Linked DNA regions of Zea mays: region 2 is linked to region 1. A link is a contact called in public Hi-C data. All regions are on one chromosome and are shown on one strand. Each heading gives the region's core, a stretch centred on a gene start, on an enhancer-like site or on the middle of the called end of the contact. The rest is flanking DNA. Distances are from core to core; before and after follow the strand shown.

Region 1 (4,617 bases), core at 1,120-3,619:
TAAACCTGCCCCAGTGATGCTGCTGCAATCGGCTCTGGGCTGATATCAGCAAACAAATCAGAAATTCGAGAACCCAACTGAGACTCTATGGTCCTGAGTGCAATGCGAGTTGGAAACGGTGGTATTTGATCCTGAAAAGAAATTGTTCAGCCAAAACATTGAAATCAATCAATAATCAAGCTACTAGTACATGTTCCTTGGACTTCCCGAGTTCGAACTACGAGTTACTAATTACTGGAAGTCATGTTTTAGACCTCCAAATGAGATAGAATTCTTTCTACTCCCTCTATTGCAAATTATAAGATGTTTTGGCTTTTCTAGATGCATAGTTTTTTCTATGAATTTAGAAACTATGTCTAGATACATAGTAAAAACAATGTATTTACAAAAAGCCAAAATATCTTATAATTTGGATCTGAGGGAGTATGACTTAAACATGCCAGTGAACCTACTTTGAGGCCGCAACTTAGGGAGACTCATTCACCTCATAACTCTAGGAAATTAACATAAACTGAAGAAATCGTGTTCTTAGATCTAACAATTTGTTTCCATCACAAAAAAAAAATATAGGATGGGGAGGTACCTGTAGCTTTGCAAGCTCCTGACAGTACGCACTAGGAAGTATATCAGGGCGTGTGCTCAATGCTTGGCCAAGCTGTGCGGTGAAAGAAAATTGATAAAACAGCATATCATCCCCAGTTGTAATAAGACAATATTACACCTAAGACAATATTAGCTAACAAATTATTGCAGGACAGACAGACCCAGTGCCAGAGGCTCCCACATGAATGGGGTCTGGGGAAGAGATAAACCGAGGAGGAAAGCCATTCCCCGCAAATGCTGAGAGGCTGCTTCGAACCCACGACCTGGTAGCTAACGAAGTATTGTAGTTCAAAAACAGGATATGGACACAACAATGGCACACTAAATATGCAGTCAACACAACCACCAATGTGATTGATTTTGTACAGATGCTTAAGGATGATAACAATCATGTCACAAAACCATAGTGATAGCTGCAGTGATTTTGATGGTCATAAGACATGTTACATTGATGTTGCTTCCACCTTAACAAGGAGACATACTGAAAAGTTAAGCATCAAAATTTAATAGAAAAGATCGGTGCTACATTCTACAGATCTATTTCAATCGGCATACCTTGATATAAAAAGGACCCAAGCGTATCAAGGTCTCTCGAAACTGAAATAAGGAAATGATAATCAGAGACATGATGCTCAGTTCCTCCACCAACAAAGTCAGGAAAACTACCTTTTCTGCTCTTTTATGCATATCATTGAGCAACAAATGCCAAATAGTGAGTTTTACAACATGAAAGGAGATAGTAGCAGCCCTGTATAGAGCAAGGAATGGACCAAAGCCACGGTCAGCAAAATGCCTGCGTGAACTTGAACCCAATATTCTTCCAAACTGGGTTTCCAGTGACTCCTTCCTGATCTTTGCATATTCTGATGAAGGCCTCTCTCCATGTACACTTGTAAATGCACTTGAATAGCTACAAATAAAAAAAAATAAACCACCTAAACATAATTTCTGCAAATAAATAACATTAAAATTATTCAAATTTCAACATGCTTTGCTGGCTCAGTGAAACCTGCAAAAATCATTAAAATAAAATATTTTCTCAAATAGAAAAGCCAATTTATCTAATTTCATAGACTACTTAACCAAATATCCTTCCTCCTGAATTGTAATTAAGAGTTTATTTAAGCTAGATTAGTTCAGTATGCTTCTCAGTGATAATTGAGTAACACAATGCCATTTCGGAGTTCTGTAAAACTTTATATACTGTCTCTACACACAAAAATAACACAGTAGGCACTTAAGACGACCTGGCATGGCACACTGTTCTTTTAATCCAAAACATTTTATACTATCAAAGTGAATCAAAAATTGAATGATTGATTGGCGCATGGTACAATTACAACTAGCAAATTCCAAAACCGCAAACCTAGTGCGCGGCAGACGCGAAGCTGGTCCAACCCTGCATTATGTCTCGAGCTGAAACGAGTCGTGCGATTCAAAATAGGTTCAAAACGGAACTGTGACCTAGGGTTACGCCGTGGTGACCGGTAGGTGAGATTAGCCTGTGGACTGTCGTTACCTCATCACCGGCGTTGAGGCGGGGAGGCAGGGAGGTAGCGGCAACGCCGGAGAAAAGGTCGGGGGGGCGGCCTGCAAGGCGCGGGGAACGAGAAAAGGGAGGCATCTGCGTCGGTCGGCGCGGCGGGCGAGGATGAGGAGCCGCGAGGTGGGGCCCGCCATGGCCGGGATCTCATCAGCTCCGCCGCCCGCACGGGAGGGAGAGACGGGGAGGGAAAGAAGGGCAGCGTAGGGTTTAGGGGAGGAGAGAGAGAGAGAGAGACGTGTACGCCGAAGACGTACACGGTGAGAGGAAGGTGGCAGCGGCGCCGCGTGGCTGGACCAGAGTGCGAGCTGGCGGCCTGGCGCTTGTGCGGTGGTTCGTTGCTGCTGGGCCGCTGCCCTTGTTGATCGTCTCGTGTAATGCAGCCCACGCCGGCTTGTGCGTCTCCGCTCGGCTAAATTTGGTTGAGCTGTAGTTTTTTTACTGGATGCAATGCAGTAATGCACAACCAACTGCACCACAAATTCAAATTCTGCTCAATAAACTTCATCACGAAGCAGTTCAATAAAAAATCTTTATCTCTACTACTTATTAAGACAGTAAGGGTAGCCTGTCGTTCTGTCATTCTGCGATCTCAGCCGTCCATTCTATCGTGTAAACAATCTCAGCCGTCCGATCCCGTCGTCCGATCCCGTCCGATCCCGCACCCGCGGCCCATGACATACGGCAAATCCAAAAATCCTAATCTTCAGCACCCCGCCGCTTGCCAGCCGCCAGCCATCAGGCACGCAGCGTCCCGGCCGCCCCCGCCGCTTGCCACCGCGGTCTCCAGCGCCCCTCTCGCTTGCCAGCCGCCAGCCGCGGTCTGCAGCGTCCCGGCCGCCGCTTGCCACCGCTTGCCAACTTCCACCCGTGGCCTCCAGCGTCCCCGCCGTTTGCCAGCTTTCACCGCGCGGCAGAGCAGTCGATCTCCCGCAGGCGGACAACCTACACTCCACCGCCCCATCGGTCGCGCCTCTCCCGTTGGTGGCCTTCCCCATTCATGCGGTCTCCACCGTCCCCACTCCCTGCGCAGGTCGTGCAACCGACTCCCCCTCCTCAGTCCCCACAATGTCCACTCTTGCATGCTTCCTCCCCACGACCTCCACTTCGCCTAGGTCAGCACATATTCGATGAAGATAAATGGTGAGCATTTGGGAACTCTATGTCGTCCGAGCACGCGTGTACACCAGAGTCAGGTTGCTATACCGCGACTCCGACCACATCACCATTGTCGGCTTCTCCTGCTCACTGCTCCTCTTATGCATGTCTCTCATCTCCGGCAAGGTATTGCTTTTAATTTGTAGTGCAGCCTCATGTACAGCTTCTGTTTCTGCTAACTCGGTGCAAGGTACGATGCCGCCATCCCAATCCCTACCCCCAGATCGAGTTAACACCCATACATACATCCATTTCTTTTAATCGATGAAAGGTATGATGTAAATTGTTAATTAGATATATTAGAATGTGCCAATTCACAAGCAAACTTTGTTGATTACTTTCCGGTTGTTATTTACGAGCTAAATGATTAATACTGCTACAAATGGGTAAAATTAGATTTGTGCTTATTTATATTCTTCGTAGTTCTATTGTGTCATGTGAATAACTAATTAAACTCTCCAACAGTAAAATCCCTCTCTTTCTTGAATCTTATTCTCGGACCTGTAAATAGTGTTCTACTTCCTATCACTAAATGCAGCAGATAGATAGATTAGAATGTGCCAATTCACAAGCAAACTTTGTTTATTACTTTTCGGTTGTGATTTCCGAGCTAAATGATTAACACTGCTACAAATGGGTAAAATCAGATTTGTGCTTATTTATATTCTTCGTAGTTATATTGTGTCATGTGAATAACTAATTAAACTCTCCAATAGTAAAATCCCTCTCTTTCTTGAATCTTATTCTCTGACCTGTAAATAGTGTTCTTCTTCCTATCACTAAATGCAGCAGATAGATAGATTAGAATGTGCCAATTCACAAGCAAACTTTGTTGATTACTTTCCGGTTGTTATTTCCGAGCTAAATGATTAACACTGCTACAAATGGGTAAAATCAGATTTGTGCTTATTTATATTCTTCGTAGTTCTATTGTGTCATGTGAATAACTAATTAAACTCTCCAATAGTAAAATCCCTCTCTTTCTTGAATCTTATTCTCTAGCCTGTAAATAGTGTTCTGCTTCCTATCACTAAATGCAGCAGATGAAACTTTCTTGTTTTTTGAATAATGGTATTACGTCCAGGCTAAATGAAATGTAGAGAGTACCTGTCGTTTCTTCTTATATTCTATGTATGCAGTCAAGTTCTACTGACTCCCAACATGAAATGGAGTTAATATAAGGAGTGCTCTGCTTACAAATATCATGTAAATAGTGTTCTGCTTCCTATTGTTGAACCATGATGAGTGCATTTTCATTTAAACTTTCTTTAATTGGTAAAGGTACATCATCGATGTCGACTTCTCCTGCTCAC
Region 2 (4,617 bases), core at 816-3,315, 570 kb after region 1:
TGGCAGATGCTTCCTCCAGATTCCAGAACGCTGGCTAGGCAAGGACACCCAGAAAGCAAGGCTATTAATTGATGTTGACTTGGGAATTGATTAGGAGATGTCAGTCACATGGTGACCTCAAGAGAAACAAATCAATGACAGACTATTGAAAAAACTAATGTGGTTTAGCAGTTCATCACAAAATCTTAACATAAGTCAAGTCGTGTGTGAACAAATATCAATGCATAGATATGGATGTATCGAGGTATCAAACATGGTTTCATTACTTTACTGCAAGCCCTTGACCAACCGCTTAGCTAAGCTACCCCGAACAAATAAAGATGTAGTTTTTACTAGTCCCTCAAGTGAAATATAACCAAAATTTCAATGGTGTGCATTCAAGTTTTGAAGGAATCTGGCTATGTGTATAATTGTGGATATTTAGAGTTTATATATGGATAGATTTATCTCGAACTATTGCGCAATGTTAATCTTGCTGACTGTATTAGTGTGAAAGTTGTATTCTGAGTATTACTGATCATCAAAAACGATACTTTGATGGAAGGGGCTTTCAACATCTCCATCCTATCACAGGAGTACGAAGTCTACCAAACACTAAGCCCCATAAAAGGACCAGTACCAAGCAATTTGTGGCACAAGGACAGTGGGAGTAGCTGGACATCTACAATAAACAATGTAGAGATCTAGCAGATCTATGACAGGTGCTGAAGATAAATATCTAAAACAGCTTCAGAGATCTAAGACAGACATGTGCCACTACTAACAGCCTCCTACCAATAATTAGTTAAATTATTATAGAGGGGTTGTAGCCTGAAATCCTTGAAACATGGCAGTAAACTGTATGTAAAGAGCAGATGTTAGCTTGCATGAGGTTACAGAGCTTAAATACTGAGCATTGCCACGCTAGTGCAGCTTCAGTAATGAAAGCAAAAGCCCCACCCAGCAAGGGGCTAACTGGAGAAGGTGGGAGAAATGATTTGCATCTGGCCACTAGAAAAGTACTAGTATTATATTATTACTAATTGATGAATGGATCTCACAACTCGTTCGCCAAAAGCAATAGAGCAAAGCGCTGGGTGAGACGCTTGAAGTTTAAGACAAGAAAGTGACGGTCGGCCACTAAAACAAGCGACACTTCACCTAATAAGACTCAAAAGGAAAAGAAAAAAAAACTAACATGCGCATCTTCCTGCAGAGGCAACAGCGGCGAACCAGTAGTCAGTTCACCACCACATGGACAGATGGTGCATAGCATTCTATCATCCTTTTCTGTCTACGCCTAGAAACTAAGCTGCAGAGCTTGGCAATCACAGGATTTCAGTTGAAAAGCACAAGATCCAGACCAAGAACAGGCGGCGGAAAACGGATCTTAGATAGCTCCGTGCACCCGCAGCTGAGAACGACGCGAAACCACGATGCAGATCCTATTTTTCAATCTGCTCGTAGAACTAGACCAGCGATGGGACGGATATAGCAGAATCCTACCCACCCGAGTTTGGATCTCGGAGAGAGGAGCAAGGGATCACCCAACCAACCAAATCTTAGCTCTGCTGGCTATTTCCATGTATGTGAAGAGGGAGTACCGGAGCAGTAGCAGGCAACCGTGGGAGGGGAGGAGATTTGGTTGTTTACCATGTGAAGAGGAAGAGGATGAGGGCGCAGGCGCGGGAGCCTCCCGGCTTGAGCCCGCGGCCGCAGCAGAAGCAGCGGCTGGCGAGCATGAGCACGACCTGCGCGGCGGCGAGGAGGAGCAGCGCGCCGACGCCGTAGCCCGTGGCGATGTCGGAGTCGTAGACGCAGTAGTCGTACTCCTTGGCGGCGTCCGGGGTGACGGTGGCCCGGCTGCGGCGCTGCTCGGCGGCGACGCCCAGGCCGAAGGCGATGACGTCCAGGAGGATGACCACCGCCTGCACGATGATGGAAGCCATTGCGAGCGAGCGAGCGAGCTAGCCCGGCTTGCTGCTCCTGTTGGTCGGTCCGGTCGATGTCTACTAGCTCGCAGCTGATCTGCCGGTGTGGGCTGGGTACCGCTGGTGTGAGCTAGTAGTCCGGGGAGGTACTTGAGTGAGTAGTTTAAAGGCAGTGCGGTCGCGTGTCGCGGTGTCGGTGTGGAGTGCTGCAAAGCTTCGCTTTTTTGGCATTTCGGGGTGGGTACGCGCCTACTGGACGGATGCGGGAAAACCTAACGAATGCGGCAGACGGGTGGGGTGCACCTGGCAGCCGCTACTGGACGGGCGTTGGCTCGTTGCGCTTCTCTGCCGTGGTTGGTGCATCTGGCCTGTCCAGCGCTGCCACCCGCGCTCGATTTCTATTTTACATTTCATAACTTTTCTAAACACGCACCACGTCGACAGCGCGTTAGTTCTAAATCCATACTTTCTTCTGTGGAGACGCCGTCTGTTCTCACTTGGGGTTCGGTCGTTAAACACAGTGTTTTTTCTTCCCCCCCCCCCCTTTTGGCTGCACAAACACTGTTCGTCAGTTATCATGATGAATTCTACCTACAATGGGCTTCTAGACCATGTCCCAAATTGTATAGATTTAGTCACGGTTGGATACCGAAACTGGCATGCGGACAGTTAGGGTTCCGAATTTCTTTTAGGATTTGTTAGCTAAATCTGCAGGATTAACTCGATAACCGACTTATAACGGGTCCAGACCTCCTCCCTTTATATAGATGAAAGGTTACGGTCGATTGAACCTCCATAATCGATCCAATCAAATTTACTTATCAATTTTACCTTATTTACATCGTTCTTCCAATTCCTGTGAGTAGGAGTAATCTAGCCTTAAGTTTAGATCTAGTTTAGTCTTCCACAACAATCTCTCTTCGACTCTACGCCGATTAGAGGCGCACCGGACGGTCTGTCGACCCGTAGCAACACCTTGTAACTTCCCCCTCGATGGGATCTCTCCCGGGGACGAGTTCTAGGGTTCTTCGCGGAGAAGAAGACCCTCTGCGCCACCGCGGGCCATCCAGCCCCAGATGTGGACTGTCCGGAAGCGTGCAGAGAGGATCCACTCCTGCGCCCAGGTCGCGGACCGTCTGGCCCTGTGCCACGGACCGTCCGCGCCTCCATAGAGAGCACCATCAGGTGGTTCGTTCCAGTGTTTGGCGTCCAAAAACACTTTTTGGTGACTGTGCTCGGGACGAGGGTGTTTAGACCTAACAAAAATCAGCCCCCTAGATGGCCGGTTCCAAAGATCACACCGACGTCTCCACCACCAACATCATCAAGCGGACCATGGAGGCACTCCCGGCTAATGACCAGCATCCCTTCAATGACATCATAAGGCGCGAGGAGGAGGAGGTGCTGCGACAACTCGTCGAACGGCGCGACAAAGAGGAGGAGGAGGTGCGGCGACAACTCAAGGAACGACGAGAAAAGACAACAGAAAAGTACTTATCATACTTCACGGTGGATCGCCACCAGAAAATCATCCATTAAGGGGAGATCGATATGACATCTCTCCTACCTCCGCCTTCGGCTCCCATTGTAAGTACCTAGATCCATATTTTGAGGCTTTCATGGAACAACGAGGGAAACTATTATAAGAATACGTAGATGAATCTATTAAAAAATGGGCGCTTTCATATGAGAAACCTACTACCCCTAGTTTTCCCTCGCATGAATCTAATACGGAACCACCCGCGCCAAACACATCGGCTACAAATGGGTCTCTGAAAGGGAAATGGATTTTACCATTTTCTCTAAATTGACTTTGATGATTGATGACCATCACAACCTAATGGACTAACTAGTTTGCTTAGTTGATTAATTCTCAGGTGCATAAGTCAAACCATCTCAACTCTAAGCCGACTGTCCGGAATACCGTAGATTATTCCGGACAGGAACAGCTCTTTAGAAAATTCACCTGTGCGCGGACCGTCTGGGTCCTTCCGGCAGGCCGTCCGCGACACCTCGGTGAGCCTCGAACAGAAACTATATATGCAAAACTCACATTTCTACTACGGATTGTCTGAAGGAGAGAAGAACACCGTTGGAGACCAAGCTCAGACTGTCCAGCCTCAGGCGCAGACCGTCCGCCCGTTGGAAATAAGAGAAACCCGAAGGTGCCAAGTTCGGTAAAAAAATGAATTATAGTGTCCTTGCGGACTCTCCGGTGTGCACGGCCAGACAGTACACGACTGCTTTATCTGACATCTGACGACGTATTTAATGCACTTATAGCCATTGATATAGTCGTTACTGTTGTTTGTTGCGATTTCAGCCGTTGATGTGCATGGGCGGGGCCAGAAGCGCGGACCGTCCGTGATTGGCAGAAAGTGGGCAACATGTAGGAAGTGATTGGTGGCTATAAATACAACCCAACCACCTCCATTCACTTTATCCAAGCATTTCATTCATCCTCATTCAATACAAGAGCAAGCATTTCATCCCAAGACACATTCAAAGCTCCCAAGCTCTTCCAAGTGCCATAATTGTGACTAGTGATCATTAGTGATTAGTGCCCTAGAAAGTCTAGAGAGATTTTGATCTTGTGTTTTTATTGTTACTCTTGTTGCTTGGCTTTCTTGATCGTGCTTTCTTCATCTCCTTCTAAACTCTCAAGTGACTTATAAAACTAGCAAGAAACACCTATTTGTGTGGTGAT

The links. A called contact is a pair of places that touch in the nucleus more often than the background predicts.
Region 2: a contact with region 1 is called in a Hi-C map of bundle sheath, with 2.9 times the contacts expected there. The contact joins the promoter of LOC100286200 here to the promoter of LOC100281697 in region 1. A contact is called at or near these places in 3 of 25 Hi-C or Micro-C datasets (bundle sheath, ear and leaf) and 1 of 3 datasets of contacts at active chromatin or transcription factors (leaf).

Annotation. Positions count from the first base shown.
Region 1 is chr7:44,747,558-44,752,174 of Zm-B73-REFERENCE-NAM-5.0, forward strand. It overlaps LOC100281697 (ubiquinone biosynthesis protein ubiB), which reads right to left and starts at 2,370. Exons shown (of 13, transcript NM_001154617.2): 1 at 2,123-2,370; 2 at 1,270-1,513; 3 at 1,159-1,200; 4 at 584-655; 5 at 1-131. The coding sequence starts at 2,283.
Region 2 is chr7:45,318,297-45,322,913 of Zm-B73-REFERENCE-NAM-5.0, forward strand. LOC100286200 reads right to left here and starts at 2,066. Exons shown (of 2, transcript NM_001159088.2): 1 at 1,633-2,066. The coding sequence starts at 1,928.